Linked DNA regions of Mus musculus: region 2 is linked to region 1. A link is a contact called in public promoter capture Hi-C data. All regions are on one chromosome and are shown on one strand. Each heading gives the region's core, a stretch centred on a gene start, on an enhancer-like site or on the middle of the called end of the contact. The rest is flanking DNA. Distances are from core to core; before and after follow the strand shown. Region 1 overlaps Pknox1 (Pbx/knotted 1 homeobox). Region 2 overlaps Wdr4 (WD repeat domain 4).

Evidence for each region. Capture Hi-C pulls out chosen DNA fragments and counts their contacts.
Region 2: a promoter capture Hi-C map of liver shows a contact between it and region 1. The contact joins two enhancer-like sites. A contact is called at or near these places in 6 of 484 Hi-C or Micro-C datasets (bone marrow-derived macrophages, embryonic stem cells, liver and 1 more), 8 of 115 datasets of contacts at active chromatin or transcription factors (the 230-238 cell line, the HPC-7 cell line, bone marrow-derived macrophages and 4 more) and 3 of 9 other capture datasets (adipose tissue, liver and pancreatic islet).

What each region holds. Positions count from the first base shown.
Region 1 is chr17:31,606,449-31,609,037 of GRCm38.p6, reverse strand. It overlaps Pknox1 (Pbx/knotted 1 homeobox), which reads right to left. Exons shown (of 11, transcript NM_016670.3): 11 at 1,345-2,589. Among named protein-coding and RNA genes, the nearest start is that of Cbs, 29 kb to the left of the region's middle. Within about 2 kb of position 1,292, at least 4 of the 459 cell types and tissues checked have an H3K27ac peak or open chromatin away from gene starts, as enhancers often do. A contact at or near this core is called in liver, where this site is marked.
Region 2 is chr17:31,505,185-31,507,773 of GRCm38.p6, reverse strand. The region is part of intron 3 of Wdr4 (WD repeat domain 4); the gene reads left to right. Among named protein-coding and RNA genes, the nearest start is that of Wdr4, 6.0 kb to the left of the region's middle. Within about 2 kb of position 1,288, at least 9 of the 459 cell types and tissues checked have an H3K27ac peak or open chromatin away from gene starts, as enhancers often do. A contact at or near this core is called in liver, where this site is marked.

The DNA.
Region 1 (2,589 bases), core at 43-2,542:
AAGGTGTGCACTACCGCCGCCCGGCTTTTGTTGGTATTTGTGATTGTCTCACTGGCTATAGCTTCTAAGAGATGTAACATTTGGTTTTTTAATGTATAAAATCCCCTGCTTGAGAGCTGCAGAATACACTCAGATTCCATCTGCCTCTGTGTTTGTTTCTGTTTGTCACCGCTGAATCCTTACCCATCCAGCTTCAAGGACCTTCATTCCAGGGACCCCCATACCCGACTGGGCACAGTCCCATGTGCCCAGGCTGTTTTTGAAACTGCAATTCCACTGCCTCAGCACCCTAGATACTGGGATTATCAGCATGAGCCACTATATCTGGCAACATTTAGGTCTGAAAAAGGGGGTGGGGCTCATAGGACACAGCAAAGACTAGAGTTCTAACTGTACAAAGACATATAACTATGACACCAGGGCTTCCTCTGAGTTCATAGAAAGGCTTGTGGGCTAAGCACTGTATAAATCAACAAAATGCAAATCCCTAAGCTTTAATCTGAACATGTCACCTACCTGTGGTGTCTGCTAGGCCACCGTTGCTCTGCTTGTTTCTGTCTAAATAGGCGTGTTGGGTCTTGTTAGCCACAGACATCATTTTCAAGCTTGGTGAAACCTGTAAGCCAGACTTTCCCTTCTCACAAAGGAAACCCTTGAGAGCCTGGTACTGGTGGCCCAAGGTCTTATCTATCCACCTTGGACAGCAGAGTTCAAGGACACATATCTCCACCTTCTGAAAGTCAAATGCTTCCAGCCATTGGCCACCCAAAGTCAATTTCAGATGTTCTTTTGAGACATGGTCTGTCCTGTCTCAGACTTAGGAAGCAGTCGACTTTGAGCTTGGACTTCTGCTTTTCTGACCCTCTACTCCCAATTGCCCGGATTATGGGGTGCTGGCCACTGAACCCAGGGTTCTGTGCATGCCAGGCAAGCGCTATACCAACTGAGAGCATCACCCCTGGCCCTTAGATACACTTCTGAAGGAAAACAGCCTGTTGGTCCACGGTTCCAAGCACAAACTGGGGACCTGCAACACCTCCTGCACGTGTCCAGGGGCACCTTGCAAGGGGTTTTACAGTGTGGGACCAGCAAAGGTGACAGGTCTGGACCCATCAATCATTCTCTTGTTAGGCCAAAATAATCCAGTGTATGAAATGTTACGATGAAAAATCTGCTTTGCAGTTTTTTTTTTCCTTGAGAAAATGTCAACTAATTGAAGCCAAACAGCTAGGGTAGCCTCAACTCCCCACCCTGGTGTCACTGCAAGGTGTGTGGCAATCTTGAGGATCTTGCCTAGGAGTGACAAAGTCCACTTTGGTGGCACAAGCTTTACAGAATCAATCGTCCACAAGGCATGTTTCTGGTTTTAATTTTTTTTTTCTTTGATAAATCAATTGCTTCACAAAAATCCTTTTAAAGACAACAATCCAAGAAAACATATTGTTACAGTATTCACATTTTAAAGATTGTCAGTTTCAAAGACCGAACTTAACTGAAGAAGGCAGCCTGCTGTGTTCCAGTCACAACCTGCGGGAGGGGCCTCTGGGATGGGCATTTCCCTGCCAGCCATGGGGGAGGAGCAAGTCTCCCGCTGCCCCCACAGGTGCACTGGCCACCCAGCAGGCTACACAGTGGCCCGTCAGCCCTAGCCGCAAGGGTCACAGTGCATATTGCATATACACTTCTATTTGACAATCTGGAATCAAGAAAGCAGAAAACCTGAGCCCACCGGAGGAGTGGGTCAGCCAGTCTAGATTTCTGCTAGACAGCCAAACAGCAGGAATGACACGAGTTGACTGTAGGTCTCAGAACACATTCAAAAGGCTCCAATGTTTGGGAGTCTGACCATTTAAACAAAGCTCAAAGGTTTTCTGCACTGGCCAAGGAAAGGCGAGCAGGAGTTTTGCTCGATTTTTTTTTTTTTTTTTTGAAACTGGGTTTCACTACACACCAGAGGCCAACTCGACCTTGCAGCAATCCTCCTGCTTCAGCCTCCTAAGTGCTTGTTTACAGGAATATGCCATTGTGCCCAGCAAGCAGGTGTCTCAAAGGTGCAACTGGCAGACACCAAATCTGCTGGGCAGGGACTCTATGAACCAGCATGGCTCGCCTCATGGGGAGCACTTAAAAGCATCTCTGTGCACGGGGAGGTGAAAGGATATGACCCTGTGCCAGCTCTTTTACTAGCTTTTTTTTTTTAAGACAGGGTCAAGTAGCCCAGGCTTGCCTCCTGTCTCAGGTTCCTGAGTGTTGGGATTACAGGAGTGTGTCACCGTGCCTGGGGTTCTCTTACGATCTTCATGATATTCCTTTGATTTAGCAGGCTAGAGTTCTGTGCTTAGGAAAGATGATTTCAACTGGAAAGGACACGGTAGAGCATGGTGTTCGAATCCCAGCTAGAGCGCCACCAGCTGGTGCAGCAGGGGCTGTGCTTCCATTTTGGGGACTGGCAGAGCTCTGCAGGGCTCACAAGAGAGATGTACTTCTGCTCTAAACCTAATAGAGCCAGCTGATCGTGCAGGCTTTTGTATGCCGGACTTAAACTGTTAAAACAGTTTGTAAATAGGTAAGGGAAAGACTGCTTGAAAT
Region 2 (2,589 bases), core at 39-2,538, 100 kb after region 1:
TATGCAGAGGCAAAGAATGGGAGATGCTGTTCAAACAAAATGAAAGCACGAATACTGCCTGAGAAGTTCCTCTGTCCTTCACGCATGTGCTGTAGCACGCACATGCATGTATCCATGCAAGGGAACCCACACATATGCACAGAAGGTTTTGAAGAGAATGTGATGGGGATCCTTCTAGGTTAAAGACTGACTGCAGAAGTAGGCACGAGAATCACCTGGTCACCATGACAGCACAGGCTCTAATGTGCCAGTCTGGAATGGGGTGGATGATCTGTGAGTTGTTAGTCAGGTGCTGGGGACACAGCCTCGTGCTCAGAGCATGTTCCCTGCTCGTCTGCACCCTTAGCCCTCAGTATGTGGCTCACATAAGTTTACATGGTGGTTGTGCTGTGGGCTGCCCTTGGGTGTGAGCTCAGACAGTCCTCTGACCTGTTTTTAGATCATAGCCGGCCAGCAGCGCAGCTAGGGGTCTTGACAGCTAGGATGTAGGTGTGTGGGAGACTGGGATGTAGTTGCTGTTGCTTGGGAGGCAGCAGCAGCAGTGCAGGCTGCATGCAGGTGTGGAGAGGTTGCATCTTGGGTCTGCTGTGGCTGTAGAGTGCCACTGGGCAGGCCCATGATGTGCTTGTCTGTGTCTACTGTGTCTACACTGAGTATGTGCATGGGGCCTGGTGTTTGTGTCTACATGAGTACATGCACGGGGCCTGAAGAGGCCAAAAGAGGATGTTGGAACCCCTGTAGCTGGGGTTCAGTGCTTGTGACCTACCACTTGGGGCCTCTGCAGGAGCCGCAAGCTCTTTACAGCTGAGCCATTTCTCCAGCTCCTGCACAGGTTTCTAAGTGTGCTTTCTCATCTTGCATCGTTCTCAAATCTTCAGTCTCAACTGCCAGGGAGGCAGTGTGGCTTTCTGCACACTGGACAGTTGTTTGCATTTTGTGAACTTCATTTATATCTTTAGGGGTTTTTGGTTTTTTTGTTTTTGTTTTCAATAAGAGGAGTTTCAAAAGTAAGAGTTCTTTGGAAAAATAGAAATTGAGAAAACTCCTCCTTTGGCATTTTGGGTTCATGAAGTTAGTAGGGCAAGTACAGAAAGCCCTTCCCTCTGTCTGCTGGGAAATCTGACGGCAGGGCGAGTGTGGGGTGAGCGTGAGGAAGGGAAGAGAGCAGGCAGGTCTGATCCGGACAGATGGCAGCAGGCATGTGGAGTGGGGCTGCTCAGTCCCCTCATACCGGAGGCTGCTGTATTCTATCCTCTGGAGCCACTGTGCGTCCTGGGCACGGATCTCCTTGGACTCTGAACCTGCTCCCTTGGAGGGAGACCTTTACACCCCTGTCATGCAGCCTGGCTCCAGCAGTTGCATGCATTTGAGTTTGTCCTGCATAGCATTTGGGACCCCAGGCTGCTCTGGGCCTCCCTGGCTGAGGCCTGGGTGCTATCCAGCTGCTGTCTTCAGTCTCTCTCTACTTTCCTTCTTTCTGTTCTCTCTCCTCTCTTTCTCCCCTCTCTGCCTTCTTCCCCCCTCCCTCCCACCTTCCATCCTTTTCCCCCTTATCCCCCTCCCCTCTCTTCCCTTCCTTGTTTTTTCCAAACAGGGTTTCTCTGTAACCCTGACTGTCCTGGAACTCCCTCTGTAGATCAGGCTGGACCTCAGTAAGAGAGGGCCAGGTTTAAAGGCATGGGCCACCACACCTGGCTTCTCCCCTCAGTCTTACATGGGAGAATTGTGGGTAATAGTGTATCAGTTCAAAGTGGTAGGGCCATAGAGACTACCACTTGATGGGCCAGGAACCCCTTATTTGCCTTTTGGGCCAGAAACCAGGGTTGTCGGCTAAAGATGAAGGTTTCAAGGGACAGATGAAGCCTTTAGTTTTGGTGGGTGTGTTTATGAACAAGAATCCTGTGTGTGCAGTTGGACCATTCTAGAAAGTGTTCTACAGAAAGTAACAGCACACAGGAAGAGGCTGTTTGCTCTGCACCGGGTTGGCAGAGCTATGGACAGACAGCTGTGGCAGGTGTTTTGAGACCCTTGATGCCTGGCAGGACCTCTGTGGCTCAGAAGGCTGGCGTGGGGCAGCACCATACGTAAATGGGAGCTTCAGGGCTCAGCAGTGCAACATGTTGACAGAGACTACCCTTTTCTCCCTCCACTGGAGCCCACCAGAGGGGAGCCCACTGTTCTGTGGGGCTCTTGGCTGTAAACCCTGAGACCAGAAGATTAGGGATATGTCTAATACCTCCCGTCGCGTAGTATGGGGTTCAGAGGGGCACCTGCCTACCTCAGCTCCTGGAGTGACCTCCCTGCATGCTTCCCGTCTGATGGTCTGACTTGGGCTCTAGCCCCAGGATTTACCCACAGCGGATACCTTCCTGGAGCTGCCTCTATGGCTTAGTCTGAGAGGGTGGTGGGGTATCAGGATATTTCTGCCTGGAGCTGAGTAGCAGGGTATGGCATGGGAAGACTCAGACAGGAAGCAAGTTCTGGGGCAGGGGCAGTCCTCAGGTGTCACCGTTGGTGGTTTGTCTTGACCCCAGTTAGAGTTTGTGCTTGAGTTTGGCACAGTTGCTCATTGAACCCATTTACACAGGC